Linked DNA regions of Gasterosteus aculeatus: region 1 is linked to region 2. Evidence: chromatin contacts called from public Hi-C data. All regions are on one chromosome and are shown on one strand. Each heading gives the region's core, a stretch centred on a gene start, on an enhancer-like site or on the middle of the called end of the contact. The rest is flanking DNA. Distances are from core to core; before and after follow the strand shown. Region 1 holds the start of tube1 (tubulin, epsilon 1). Region 2 holds the start of marcksa (myristoylated alanine-rich protein kinase C substrate a).

The links. Hi-C and Micro-C count contacts between places; a contact is called where the count stands out from the background.
Region 1: a Hi-C map of skeletal muscle shows a contact between it and region 2, with 5 times the contacts expected there. The contact joins the promoter of tube1 here to the promoter of marcksa in region 2. A contact is called at or near these places in 4 of 6 Hi-C or Micro-C datasets (skeletal muscle, tail fin and whole body).

What each region holds. Positions count from the first base shown.
Region 1 is chr18:4,514,606-4,518,659 of fGasAcu3.hap1.1, forward strand. tube1 (tubulin, epsilon 1) reads left to right here and starts at 1,837. Exons shown (of 13, transcript XM_078094008.1): 1 at 1,837-2,026; 2 at 2,271-2,344; 3 at 3,369-3,421; 4 at 3,527-3,584; 5 at 3,786-3,901. The coding sequence starts at 2,002.
Region 2 is chr18:4,328,338-4,332,437 of fGasAcu3.hap1.1, forward strand. marcksa (myristoylated alanine-rich protein kinase C substrate a) reads right to left here and starts at 2,271. Exons shown (of 2, transcript XM_040160425.2): 1 at 1,734-2,271; 2 at 1-810. The coding sequence starts at 1,832. The coding sequence ends at 142.

The sequences.
Region 1 (4,054 bases), core at 587-3,086, 190 kb after region 2:
TTACACCCAAAACGGGGGACGTTTTCACCTCCTTTATGTTTGTTTGAATCTTGTTTTATGTACAGTTCAGACTATTTGTTAAAAATACTACTACTAGATGAATAATCAATAGATTTATAATACATGCCCTTTACCAACTTTTCCGTCAGAGGTTAAGAATCCAAATAATCATACATTTTTAAGCTTCTTTCAATTACTTTTCTTTTAGTTTATCCACTGACAATGCCAGAAAATATGGGAACCAGCTCACTGGTGAGCTGTGTGCAAGTTATAATGTAAATAGAAATTACACTGAAATTTCTTGAGAAAAGGCTTTGCAGGGTAAAACTTAAAAGGGCCATTTTTCAAAAATACTAAGGAAACTTCTATAGTCTTATTTGTAAAACAATATTTGCAATGACAACCTTAGACCAAGCCAACCACGGAATAGCTCTGTTTGTATTCTTAAAATCTACTTCAAGGAGAGGTCACTCCAATTTCCAGGCATCAGAACTTTGTAGTTTTGGAGAGAATTTTAGGAACGTTGTTCAATGGGTTTACAAATGCAAATAACTCAATTATGTTAGGCGGTGCTTTGGTTTGATTTCCAATCAACAAAGGCATAAAACAAGGTTGCCCAATTTTAAATCTCTCTTAAGCAGAAATACTCTCTATTCATAAAAGAAAAAGTTGTTTGGACTCTAGATTTGTTTTCAAAAGACTCGTCTTTACAAGTGAATTGGACATGTATGAGTTATTAGTTACACCTGACTGTCATCTTGTGGCAGTACACGGTATCGCAACTAAATCAATATAATAGGTGTGCGCACCTTGTAGGTGTACAAAGGATGAAGTGGATGCTTTTTACTGTTTATTTCATTAGCGTTTATTCTATTCTAAATTGGTTTTAAATTATTATTTTTTCACCTTATGTTTGAATGGTTTTATGTGAAGCATTTTGAATTGCCTTGTTGTTCAATTCAATTCAATTCAATTCAATTCATTTTATTTTGTATAGTCCAAAATCGCAAATTAAAAATTTGCCTCAGAGGGCTTTACAGTCTGTACACATACGCACAGGAAAAACTCCCCAAAAACTTAAGAAAAACACTTCCAAGAGGGAAAATAACCTTAGGGAGAACGTCAGAGGAGGGATCCCACTCCCGGGATGGACAGACTACAATGGATGCCATGTGTACAGAATGTATAATACATGCAATTCCTATGACATAAATGATTCAAGTAATTGTGAGTAGTTAGCCAGGCGCACGGCAGGACCACTGCAGGGGCAACCACCATCAGATAGAACCACCATCCACAGTTGTTGTTGAAATGTGCTGTACAAATACACTTGCCTTGTCCTAAAATTCAGATATTAAAACCCTATCTTCAATATAACAACAGTTTTTGGTATTGTTTCTCAGGGGGAGTTCTTTGAAAGATCGGTGGAATGGATTTCTCCCCTACATTCTGACTTTTTCATTCAAAGTTTACATGTAAAATTGTCCTCATTCCATTATGTATTGAGCACTATATTACACTATATAACACAATTTCACAGCGCACCAATGTCATATTGCTGGTTAATTAACTATTCAGAAATAGGTATCCATTCTTCAATGTGAGTCATCCTATGACTGTAGCAACATATGAATTTCCCCAAGTAAGGTTTAGCATTGTTACAATTCTACTTTACATTGTGTGCTGGTTTCAAAAGAGCCTGCTCCTAATGTTGTATAACTTAGATGCATACTTAGAATCCTGTGGAGGAGATGGTCTCAATTCATTTGTAATAATACATATTCATTGTGTAAAAATGCATGAGCTAAAGAGATGAGAGATATGATTAATGCATATGAACTGTAAACTGCAGCCTACCCGGTAAGACGTCATCAGTCCTCGACCATACACAGTGGAGGCGCGAGACAAGACGCGTTCAAATGTCCTCACCTAATGTTATTGACACATGTTTGAAGTGTGCCTTAACCCGTCGTTACGAGGGGGCCGTGTGTTGCCACTGCCATGACGCAGTCAGTTGTTGTACAAGGTGAGTTAAAACCTGACTGCAGCACACCGGACGGACGTAACGTTAACTGACCTGGGCATCCAGGGGCGAGCTAACGGTTAGCTTAGCCGTCGCTGTCTCGTAGCCAACGTCACTGTAGCCCCGATATTAGCTGAACGCTCATAACTTCGCAACACGTTCTTAGCTTGCTGAGTTGGTTTACCGGACGGAAACATTTCCCCTTACATGTGGTAACTTAACTGCGGTTTAAATTCATGTTCTTCAGTTGGCCAGTGTGGCAACCAAGTTGGCTGCAGGTTTTGGGACCTCGCTTTACGAGAACACGCCCATGTCAATAAGGTAAGTAAAACACTCGTACAATACGGTAAGGGCACTCGTCATACAAGCTAAGTTAAGTAACCATATATAACAAATATATCCAGAACAGAAATGTTGACATGTCATTAAACAATGATGAAGGATTCTTTAATATAATAGAGCAGTAATAAATTCACGCAGTTGCCAAAACCTGTGCTTTTCTCGTGTATCATAAAAAATACTGTCACCCGTCGTGATGCATCACAATATTAATTTTATTTTTTATTGTATGGATTAAGACTACGAAGTTTGTAATTACCAATTAACATTATTTAACTTGATTATTCATCATTCGAAATTTTAACGTGGTCATTGGGATTTTAGAATAAGGGATCTGAAATATCTGTTGCGGTGAATGGATATGTATTGTGTGGATCTTAGTCAGTTACTAACTTACTTTATTGTCAATAATGATTGACAATAAATTATTCAATCCAGCGATTTTTATGACTGATGAATTGTCTGTTATCAAAGACAAATGTTGAATACATAGAATAGAAGTACTTATTAGGAGATTAGTACATTTGTGTAAAAGAAAAATGTAATACATTTGTCTTTTGAACTGTGAAAAAATGCCGTTTGAAGATTTCTCCTTGGCTGCTGAGAAATTGCCAGTGATGCCAGTTTTCTGAAGTTGTATAACATTATATCAACAATTGATTCATCAATCGATAAATTGTTTTTTTTCTAGATTTGTGACTATTGAAAGCACTTTTGTCTAAGTTTGCAAGTATTAATGTACGTATTACTGTGCACCTTTTGTATTTTAATATAAACATTGCGCTAGAAGCTTTCATTCCAACAAACCACCCTTTTGAACTCCTAGCACACACCAGTCACCAATACCAGACCATGCATCAACACGTATACTCGGTATGTTTTTTATACGGACAAAAGATAAGTAATAAGTGAAGTGAAAAACAAACTAACCTGTTGTTCCCTAAATTCATCTAACAGACTTTTTGACCTAACATCTTACACCCCCCCCCCCCCCCCCCATTTTCAGAAAGGATTGTATGACGAGGCCCTCGGTAGCTTTTTTCGAAACGTGGACTCGAGGTAATCACACCTGCTTTCACCAACCAAGGGCTACATGACTTGGGACATTAGCCTCCGTGCAGCGGTCCAAATGTTACACTTTTATATTAGGTTTCCTTTTTCCAGAGAAAGCGATGGAGGAGCATGTGCTGTGGGTGGTAGGATCCAGCATCTGAAGGCCAGAGTGAGTTTTTGCACATTACAAGAAATAACTTCCATAGGCCTTCACAGGGATAACGGCTTATTTTAGAGTCGAGGATCAAGGTCAGGGCTGCATTCTTTGTTTCAGGGCTTTAGGCTTAAGTTTAGAATGATTATAGATTGTGTAGCGTGTAATGGCTACACAATCTGTGCTGGCCTCACACTCGCATATTTGAATCCACAGGCGGTGCTGGTGGACATGGAAGAGGGAGTGGTCAACGAGATCCTGCAGGGCCCATTGAGAGAGATGTTCGACAGCACTCAGCTCCTCACGGACGTGTCAGGTTCAGGCAACAACTGGTGCGAGACAGACGAGCAGCGGGGCATCTCACGTGGCTGGCGCCAACTGTTGCCAGCCATCATTTTACCTTGTTTCAGAATTATTTAACCACAGAGAGGGGTAATGCTGTCCATTTCAGGGCTTGAGTCAATGTAACTGGATTGCCAGTTATT
Region 2 (4,100 bases), core at 1,021-3,520:
AATATCCCTTGTTGTTGACAAGTTCTTCAAAGCCAGGACCTGGCGTCACTCCAATATACGAACAGGGAAATGTTCTTTGATTATCTTTCTTTTTTCATTTTTTTTCATTTTGAAATTTCTCCCTTCTTTCCTCATTGGAACTTATTCGGTAGCCTCTGCGGTTGCGGCCGGGGCCTCCGCTGCTGACGCCGCATCCTGCGAGATCGGTGAGGCCTCCTCCGTTTTGGGCGCCTCCTCGGCCGGCTTCTCCTCCACCTTGGGCTCCTCTGCCTTTGGCTCCTGGGTGGGCGCGGCCTCCTCAACGGGCTTCTCTGCTGCCTCTGGCTTGACCACTACCTCCTCCTTGGCGGGCTCGGCCTCTCCCTCAGCAGGCTTGGCCTCCTCGCTGGCAGCCTTGGCCTCCTCCGTGCCCTCGGCCTTGGGCTCCTCTGTGGATGCCGCAGCGACAGCATCATCAGCAGCCGCAACCTCCTCGCCCTCTGCTCCATCCCCGGTCTCCTTTTTGGTCTTCTTGAAAGAGAAACCGCTGAGCTTGAATGACTTCTTGAAGGAGAAGCGCTTCTTCTTCTTCTTGGGGGTCTCGTTGCTGGCGGACGGGGTGGCAGCGGTGCCCTCCTCCACCTTCGCCACCTCTCCCTCGGCGGGGGCGGGCGATGCTGCCTCTACTTTCTCCCCATCTGTGGCCTCCTTCTCTGCAGGGGCGTCCTCCTCCTTGGGGCTATCCTCTGCCGCGGCGCTGCCGTTTGCCTGCACCTCCTCCTTGCCGTTCTCGGCCGCGGCGTCCCCGTTCACCTTAACATGTCCGTTTTCCTAAAGAGAGCAAAGCAGTGGCTGTTAATGGAATGCAGAGAGCCTGCTATGGGTTTCAACCAGAGCCGGGCAGTGCCGCCGGTGGACACTAGGGGCAGCAGGCACCATCGAAAGCCGAAGGCCTAAATGCTGGACTCGGGTTCTACTTTCAAGACTTTATTCGGATAGATCAAAACCAACCAAAAACACAACTAAATCCCTCTTTTTTTCATTAACAACGAGGGGGTCGGTTTCTGGTCGCAGAGCAAAGCAGACGCTCATTAGTCCGGCGGATCAGGGAGGGGGAGTTCAGGTGCATTTACGAAAAATTGTTTAAAAGGTAAATGGGGTCTCTAATTGTTTATTTTTCCAAACTATAGGAGGGGAGGAAAGGAACGATTAGAAACAGCACAAGCCCCCCTCCCCCTCCGGGGCGCACCACTGTCTCCCGGCGCGACAGCAGGCTGCCATCTCCACTTTCTCGTCGAGCATCTGTAACAAAAGGAGCGACGCTCCGAGCGCTCACGGCCCTTTTGTTGCCCATCTCGTCTTTTATTCAGTTGTGGCGACTTCATTCGAAGCTCTTCCTTTTCATGATAATTGCACTGCACGTTTGTCCAGGAACTACATCTAAACACATAATACCAATCAATAACCTTACAACTGAAATTGTATCGTCATAAATAAACTATTTTGTCAGGTTTTCTCCAAATTATTCGGTTCTCACGAAACAACAAACATATCAGGTGCTCAACTGTTGATCGGGGACTACAATTTTAAAATAATTTAAACCTCAACCGCGCATCTCCATTCAATATATCCATGATTTACGCACGGATTTGCACCCTAACAGCGCAGCCCGACAAATACCCCCGCCCCCCCTCCCTCCCCCACCACCCGCCCAGATGGATGCGATGGAAGCTGGATGATAAAATGTAATTTACCTGTCCGTTGGTCTTGTTGGGCGAGGAAGCAACAGCCTCTCCGGGCTTTTCAGCCACGGCTTCAGCCTTTACGGCTGCCCTGGACAATTGCGCTCCCATGCTTGTAGCTCCAACAAAGAAACTCAACCGATCCCCCCACACACACACACACACACACAAAAAACGAACAAAGACCCCACAAGCCTCTTTGTTGCAACGCAAAGCTCTTCGCTGCTGTCTTCCCTCTTTCACTCTCTTTCTCCCTCTGCACAGAGAGGAAAAAAAAGTTCACTTGGGAAAACGTGAAATCAAAGTCCAGTTGAGTGCCACTGAGGATTTTTCCGGAGAGCAGGAAAAGGCTGATAGGTTAGGGACAAGCAATAAAATCCACGGTCGGTCGTGTCGCTGCAGACAGGCTGCAAAATGGAGAAATTTCCCTTGTTGCTATTAAGATGCACAGTCCAACGCCCAAGTGAAGAGATGAATGGGCGCTCCAAGCGATGACGGCACGGCACTCAGATTCAACCAATCACGGCCGGTGCGGCGCAGCGTGGGCGGGGTTTGTGGAAAGGGAGTGAACAATAGATGTAGCGCTACGTTCACGGTACGTCGGTATCATGAATCTCACAAACAAACAAGAGAGTATCGCTTTTTTTTCAAATAACTGAAACGATATTTTATCAAATCACGAGATAATTCATTTGGTTTTGAATGGCAACCATCGTTTTGAAATATGAAGGTTTTAAACGTAGGTATATGTTTTCGCTATGATAGGTAATGCAAGCTACACACAAGCCACACAAATGTAATATTAAAGTTATTTTTGTTCACGGCTTCAGGGACTTTTATATGAAAATGTTCCCCTGAATGACTATGTATATAATAAGGTCTAGTTTCATATTTTTGGTAGTATTGTCACCCAAACTAGATCCCAGACTAATGATTTGCGTACAATGGGAACGCTAATATATGTGGTGTAAGAACTACGGTTTTGGAGGAGGTCCTATCTTTTTGAAATTCCCAAACTGACCTGGTTTCCTAATTTTTGACCTGAGATTAGCCAGATCAAACTTGAGGATAATTAAACCGGATTTAGAATGCAGTAGACCTGATTAGACCTACGTAACTATGATTATGCAACGTATTGCATGATCATAGCTGATGGCGAGCTTTGACACGAGCCAAAAGATCGAGACCGTGACGATTGGACAGAATAAACAGTAATTTGGATGTGACCGATCTTGGGTTGGAGATATACGCAAGGAAACTGTTGTTTGTGTTATTGTTAAATATTGGCAACACAGATAACCTTGGTAATAAAAACCCAATTTTGTGGTTTGTTATCATAAATTAGCGTGTTTTGTAATCATTTCAAAGTAATTTGGTTTCTAAAATATGAGCATAGTGCTTAATCACAGTCAGAGCTTCTATGTATAATTTATTTTGGTGTGACATGAGTGCAGCATGTGTTCTCACCACAATTGTCCTGTTGACAAACTATTTTTTTAAAGAGATTAGAATGCCTGTGACATCGCTGTTCAAAGCATTCACCTGAGAGTGTTGGTCAAAGCCTACATTACCACGTGGTCACCAGACAGAAACAGAGACAAGACAAAAATAACATCCGAAAATGTTCAAAAAATCATCTCAGCCACTTTCTCTCGTTGAACAAACACCTCCCACTTGTGAGCGGATGCGGGTGGAGGTTGCACAGTTGCTGGAGGTTATAGGCGTGTACCCCCATTCAAACCTGTGATGTGCCCCGCAGGGGAATGTTGCAGGGCGTACAAACAGGTCCCTCGGCCCACATTTGCATTGCAAATCTATCACACAAGCACAGGCGGAGTCAAATGTCCTCCGCAGCACAAACTGAGGTGGGCTGCCCCGGCAGTTTCAATCTGTGACTTTTTAAATGCAAAACAGTCCCGCGGAGGCCGCCCTGACCCGGAATGCGAAGTACAGCACTTGTTTCAGTTTCTGTCATGCTAAGTTGACGCCACACAACATCGATCTTTCATTTCCAAATTAGCAGCAGTTTTAGTGACTGCCATGTAAAGGAAAGCCACAAATCAGACGCTAGTCATTGTTGAATCTGCTCAAGAACATCCCATATATTGAATAATCACGGTTTTGGCTACCCAACATCAAATGAACATAATTGATTTGCAATATTAAAGCGCGTGCTGTGCTGCATACCAAATTAAGCGCCTCCAAAACTAAAAAACCTGAAGTTTGAATTGTGATACTTCGGCTTCCTTTTAGGTGCAGTTGTCCTGCCACTGCAAGCAAACCCAGCAGCAGCCCTCAGTTAAAAACTACATAGAATTCAGGTTAAAAAAAAATTTTCTTAAGTCAATTATTTGTAGGTTAGCAGGAACGTAGCTGCGT